2 separate regions of the Hordeum vulgare genome follow, and region 2 is linked to region 1. Evidence: chromatin contacts called from public Hi-C data. All regions are on one chromosome and are shown on one strand. The core of a region is the stretch at or near the end of the contact, and the rest is flanking DNA. Distances in the headings are between cores, read along the strand shown.

What was found. A called contact is a pair of places that touch in the nucleus more often than the background predicts.
Region 2: a contact with region 1 is called in a Hi-C map of seedling, with 2.4 times the contacts expected there. The contact joins the promoter of LOC123401243 here to the promoter of LOC123402280 in region 1. A contact is called at or near these places in 2 of 6 Hi-C or Micro-C datasets (leaf and seedling) and 1 of 1 datasets of contacts at active chromatin or transcription factors (embryo).

The regions. Positions count from the first base shown.
Region 1 is chr6H:502,792,862-502,796,246 of MorexV3_pseudomolecules_assembly, forward strand. LOC123402280 reads right to left here and starts at 1,516. Exons shown (of 1, transcript XM_045096181.1): 1 at 28-1,516. The coding sequence starts at 1,433. The coding sequence ends at 237.
Region 2 is chr6H:502,941,803-502,945,159 of MorexV3_pseudomolecules_assembly, forward strand. LOC123401243 reads left to right here and starts at 1,676. Exons shown (of 4, transcript XM_045094993.1): 1 at 1,676-2,099; 2 at 3,010-3,357. The coding sequence starts at 3,210.

The DNA.
Region 1 (3,385 bases), core at 266-2,765:
TGTTCATCTTGTGTTGTAAACAAGACATAACCAAATAGACATGTTTGCTCAGAGTTCTACACAAAAACCGATTGTTCAGTCAGTAATGCACGCTTCCAAGTTCCAAAATTATGAACATCCACCTCGTTGCTGTCGACTGTAATCAACCTACACTAAATGGCCATGAATCTGGTATTGTTCATCAGTAGAATGAGGTTATACACACCTACGCACACCTCCAGAATTCTCTTTAGTGTTCACTCAGCTTTCACCGGCACCATCCCGGAACAAGCAGCGTCGTAAGCATCGCCGAGGCCCGGGATGCAGTCCTCGAAGGGGGCGACGAACTTCTCCAAGAACTTCTCCTCCGTCGGCGCCACCACGTTGAAGAAGCACCGGTCTTCCTCGATCAGCCGCCTCTGCTTGAGGAGCTTCACCACGAGATGCCGGGGCATGAGCCTCCTCTCGAGGCTGTACATGAGCAGCACCGACCGGCGCGCGATGTACTGCGGCTCCAGCCCGACCTCCTTGATCAGGAATTCGGCGTTGCGCCGCAGCCTCTCCTCGGAGGCGACCAGGATCCGCGGCGCCTTGCTGATGGCCAGGCTCACCTCCTCCTTCGACCATCCGAGCGTCTGCCTGAGGACGGCGATCTTGGCGTCGACCTTCTCCTGTCCGATGCAGCCGGCGGTGGAGATCGCGTGCCGGAACATCTGGGAGCCCGGTGGCACGCCGAGCTCAATGGCTCGCCGCACGGAGTCCTGGACGTACTCGGGGTGCATGGTGACCAGGCGCGGCGCGGCCACGAGCAGCTTGGAAATATCGCAAGCACTTAGCCCGCATTGCCTGAGGAACGCGACGTTGGGCTCGACCACCTTCTCGAGGTCGGAGGTGAGGAGCCAGTAGTTCCAGTCGCTGGCCTGGAGCAGCCTCTCCGGGGAGCCGAATAGGGGGAGCCAGAACTGCACCTTGGAGACGAAGCTGCGGCAGAGGAAGTAGCGGCCGGCGATCTTGGCGAGGCGGGCGACCTGGGAGGTGGAGAGGCCGAGGGCGCGGAGCTCCGCGGAGATGGGCGCGAGGGAGCGCTCGATGCGGGCGCAGAGGATGCGCGGGTTGGAGGCGACGGCGGCGGCGACCTCCTTGGGGGAGAAGCCGAGGCCGTCGAGGAATGCGAGGACGGCGTCGGGGTTGGAGGCGGACTTGAGGTGGGCGAGGTTCTTGGAGGCCTTGACGGCCTGCGGCTGGGTGAGGTGGCAGTTGGCGATGAGGTAATCCTCGACGGCAAAGCTGTTTCCTGGAGTGGTGGCAGCGCCGGCGGCGGTGGCGACGTGGGGGATGCGGAGGCGGAGGCGGAGACGGCAGCGGGCAGAGAAGTGGACGGCGGCGAGCGGACCGGCGGCGAGGAAGAGGATAGGCATGGGTGAGAGGAGGCGTGGCGGGGAGGGAGTGGCCATTTTTGACCGGGATGCGTAATCCGCAGCCGCAGCTGCTAGCGCCTAGCGGCAGCGCTGTACTGTGCGCGAGTGGATAGATAGCTTTACTCGTTCAGAGAAGCCAACGAGGATTGCAGGAAATTGGAAAGTTCGAACAGGGAAAACACATGATTGAAACGACACATACGGTGAATTCCTATAGGAGTTCAAAACATATAAAATTTGTAGATAAACTTAAGACAGGCAATATATGAAAGTGTAAGATATTTTTTATGTGTGATGAGAGAGAAAGTATGTATAGTGTGTGTGCGCGCAAGTGCAGTACAGTTCTCACGAAAAGAAAAAGAAAATGGATTTAAACGCATCTTGAGATTCCTAATAAATAAAACAGAAATGGATTCCATAGGAAACTAGTGTCTTCCTTCGCATCATATGATACAAAATGATTTCCACAAACAAAACACATGTGAATTGGAATTTTCGGAAATTCCTTCAATCCAAACAGGCCCGATACAATCAAAATAAACACCACATAGCTCCGATAACAATTTACATACCTCAGAACTCAACTCTCTCCTTTAAGTGGGAGAGCCAGAAAGAGGGGGGGGAGGGTGTTGGTAAAAGAGGTTCAAAAGGGCCGAACTATGAAAAAAATAGGGGTTTAGCAATAAATAATCATTATTTTTTCACTGGTCATCAGTAAAATTAGCAGCATTCCCTAATGTTAGGGGGGACAGGGGGGCCGCCACTGCCTCCTTCCCAAGAAAACACAGGCAAAACGACAAACAAATTGCAAGGCATGAAGAGCATCACCTACAATGACAAGTGTGTATAATCTACTATCGACTAACAAGGGTTGTTCACCAACACCATCTCTACCCCAACCCCGACGATGCCTCCCTAGTAGATTTTTTCGCATCATGCTCACCCCTGCTCCTCCAGAAAAATTCTTTTCCACACATAAATCCACCCCCCTTGTTCTTTCCCTCGAAATCTAATACTTGGTTTTCTCTTCCTCTCCACGTCTTACAGCACCCCCTTCAGTATGCTTCCTAAAAATCCATATTCTAAATTTGTCACCCACAATCTATGGTGAAACCTCCTTTACCATTAACTAGCATTAGGTCCGAAGAAGACGCAAGAACAATAACATATTCACGGCGACTTTCCAATGTGCTCGATCCAATCAAGATTTGCTCCTCCACAACCTCTAAACTACTTAGGTAGAGATTCATCAAGCTTGTTTTGATCGTATGACCCTTGATTTGGAGATGGTTATTCCATCCATGGCGGTGGTGCTCTCTTGTGTCGAGGCAGAACCGAAGAGCAAGACTTGATCAACCTTATTAATGGGTCCTTTTCGAGAGGCATGAGGCGTGCCCTGATGGCTTAGGGGACCCACATGTACCCCTCATTTATCTCTTCATCGCACTCCTTTTCCTACCTCTAGAAAAAAAATATTGGTTGCTCTTTCTCTCGTGTTCTTGCTCCCAAACCTGAGATTTCCGATCTCTTTGCTCGGAACTTTGTTTTCAAAACTGCTTTGAGGGGATTGCCCCTTGGTATGAGACTCGTCCATTGCTCCAATTAGTTTTTGTTTACCCTAGCATAGTTGTTTATCGTCTTTTGGGAGAGAGACATCACTAGTGAACGTCATGTGACTCCGGTCCATACCACCATCACTGTTTACACCTTTACTATTAACGCTTTATTTACTTTTCCGTTGCAATCACTATTACTTTCCCGCTTGTGTTTTGATCCTTTGCAAACTACAAGGCCGGAGAGATTGACAACCTCTTTGTACTCGTTGGGAGCAAAGTTATTTGTTGTGTGTGCAGGTCCACGTCATCTGCTAGCGCCAGGGTGGAAGACACCTACTTGTTGAGCCTAGGAGTCCTCCTGGTTCGATAAACCTTACAGTCTCCGTGTAAGGGAAATTTCCTGCTAACTACATCTCCACCTTCCACTTGGGG
Region 2 (3,357 bases), core at 426-2,925, 150 kb after region 1:
ACTTCCGTAGTGCTTACCATGCCATCGTGGGTAGGCACGTCTACGCACTGGCCCGACCATGTTACGTGTATCTCAAGCTCAAGATGCCAGGTCCGAAGGGTGTGATCAACTTCACGGACAATCAGAGGATCACCGAAGAATGCCTCGAGAAAGGCTCTCAAATCACTGACGAGCAGATAGTAGTCGCCGAGCTCGATGAGTACAAGAAGACGATGGATGTTGTTGAACTACTCAGGTCAAAGAAGCTATCTGCGGATTCTGCTTTTTTGTCGGTCGGTGAGAAAAAGCAAGTTCATACCCATTGATACGTCTCCAAAGTATCGATAATTTATGAAGTATTCATGCTAATGTTCTAGAACTTTCATATACTTTTGACAATATTTTATATTATTTTTGGGACTAACTTACTTATCCAGTGCCGAGTGTGAGTTCCTGATTTTTGTGTGTCTTTTGTTTCGCATAAATTCCACATCAAATAGAGTTCAAACGCGATAAAAATCTTCTATTCTTAAATAGTTGCAACTCACTACCTATTTTTCCTTCTCATGCAACCATGTCACATCATCAAGTGATGCATGATTTAATCATAAGTATTTATGTTTTCCTCCGCTACCTATTTTTCCTTCGCATGCAACCATGTCACATCATCAAGTCATGCATTTAGTCATAAGTACTTATTTTTTTTCTCCACTACCTATTTTTCCTTCTCATGCAACCATGTCGCAATGTCACATCATCAAGTCATGCATTTAGTCATAAATACTTATTTTTCTTCGTGTAACTATGTCACATCATCAAGTCATGCATGTAGATCGCGTTACACTTTTAATACACATCTTTTGTCATATGCCTCATATGTATTATTGTTCCTAAAATATAAGATGAGAGCAATCCTAATATTTTTTTAGCAACACTTTTTGATTTTCAACATCTGTTTATTATGTTTTCCGCAGCAACGCGCGGGACATCATCTAGTTTATAGAGTTTGTTTGGAATATATGTGAATTTTGGGAAGAATAATCAATGCCACACAATTCCCGAGGTTCTCCCAAGGCAATAGAGCGCGACGAGGGGGGTGGCCGCCCCTTAAGTCGGTTGAGGCCCTCCTTTTGCCACAAGAAATATTATTTTTTAATAAAAATCCTTTCAAAATTTCATCACGATCGAAGTTACAGATCTTCGATAATATTTTATATTATTTTTAGGACTAACTTACTTCATCATAGCATCGACGACCTCGGTCAAGAGGTGGCGAGGCGCGACCAGCGCTTCATCGTGGCGATGACCAGAACATCATCAATGAGGACACATGTCTATCGCGACTGAGGATTCCGTCGGCAACGAGCTCAAAATTAGGGGTACCGGCGAGTGGGCTTGCTTGTGATTGTCTAGGCACAAAACTTACAAGGAATCTATTCTAGCACAATTCCGAAAATAACCCATAAAAATCACACTCTCTCCTCAAAAGCCAATATAAAAAATGGTTCCATCAGAAACCACATGGTATATATAATTATGTATCAATCTTGAACTATTGAGTGGACCATGACAAAAGGCATGGCAATCAAAACCCTTGCCTACTCACTCCTCTTTCTCGCCGGTGTTGGGCTCTACTACCAATCATGCGTCGCTACGTTTAAACCGCACTTGCACGACGGCACGAGCTCGTCAGGTGTTGTGCCTTCGTTGGTAAGTCTAGCACCTGCACCCGAAATATCTCGCCCCCGGCCGATCCGGGCCGTCCGTGGCCCGATCCCACGGCCCCGAGCCGCCCAAACTACATTCCAACGGAGTCACATTACTGTTCTGGAAAGGCTGATGATACGCTTCCCATTCCCATCCCGACCGCTTCTTCGTCCCCCCCTCCTCCTCCTCCTCCCCCCCACTGCCACCCACCGCCGCCTGACCCGCTCGCCGCCTCCGCCCTCCCGCCGCCGGAGAGGGCGCAGCCCCTAGGCCCCTGCGCGCGCCTCCCAGCCCCTTGACCCCCTCCTCTCTCTCTCGCGCGCGCGTTTCGTCCCCCTCCCTGGCTTCAAGCGTCGCCGCGCAGCCGCCGCCGACCGGCGCTTCGATCGGGAGTTCAGACTTGTGGCATGCAGGTGAGAAGCCCCCGACGCGTCCTGCTGAAAGCCGAATCGAATCGAAACATTTCAGTTCGTCGATGAAAATCGGGGTTTCTTGTCGAAAGTCTTGTGCTTTTTTTCTGTTAGAAAGTTCTGAAATATTCTAATCTAAAGGGGAAGTTCCTGTTTAAAAGTCCAAGGGCGGCGGCGCGGGGGCGACGCCTAGGCGGAGAAGTCGCCGTGGGTGCTGGCGGGGCTGCGGGGAAGGATGAGCAAGAGGTATTAGGTTAGAAGGTGGGGAAGACGAATGGGGGGCGCCGGCGTTTGGTGAGGTCAGACATGGCGTTAGCCATAACTATACCAGAACTGTTGTCGCATAGCCCGTAGGCGTGACCCTCCTCCTCCGGTGTCTTCTGGACTGTGGATTGGCGTGGAGCCAAGATCCATCCGGGTTTGGATTGATTCACCATTGGACTGTCCGAGCTCATATTCAAGTATACTTATTTTGGTGCCTATTACCCAGAAGAAATCGAGGGTTTAACTGAACCTTGAGCCTGCCCCTGCTTTCAGAACAAGGTTGGTGTTGCGCACACGCACAACATGCTGTTATATGCTATTGCAGGTAGTGTTGAATCTCGTGGCTTTGAAACATAAGCATGTTTAAGGTGGGGGGAGGAAAAGGTCATCGGAATATTACAAAAGAACTAGCAAGCCCAGTGAACCTCAAACTTTATTATGCATAAAATGTTTGTTTGGTGCAGAGTATGCTGATTTGTATGCGAGAGACATGGTGTGGGTTCGATGAGGGTTGGGTTGTGCAATTGGGTTTGCACCCTTGTTTAATTCAAGATAGTAACCTTTTGTAGATCATGATTGCAGCGTTTCTATTATTTAGAAAAAAAGAAACTATTTCAGTCGTTGCTGACATGTTCTGTAAATTCCACAGGTGACACTATTTGACGCTCTCTGTCTCTTGACTTGGATATAACAAGTTATCGTCGCTGCGAGTAAGCTTTATTTGTCAAACAAAAATAAGCTAGTAGTATTTGCTCGTGATTGGGCAAATTAGTCAAGACGGGCGCTCTTTGCTGCGTGGCCGCTAGGCCACATGGGACAAAGTCTAATCCTGCTAGCAGAGACTGTTCCATGGATCCTACAGAGCCTCGTTGGCGGATGAATTCGAGCTTCTCTCCTCCGTCGCGGGGATGGGACTGCATGTACTCATCAGACGGATTGCCTCATAGGACTCCTGATGCTCCACACGATCATCCACCTTATGTGTCATCACTATCAT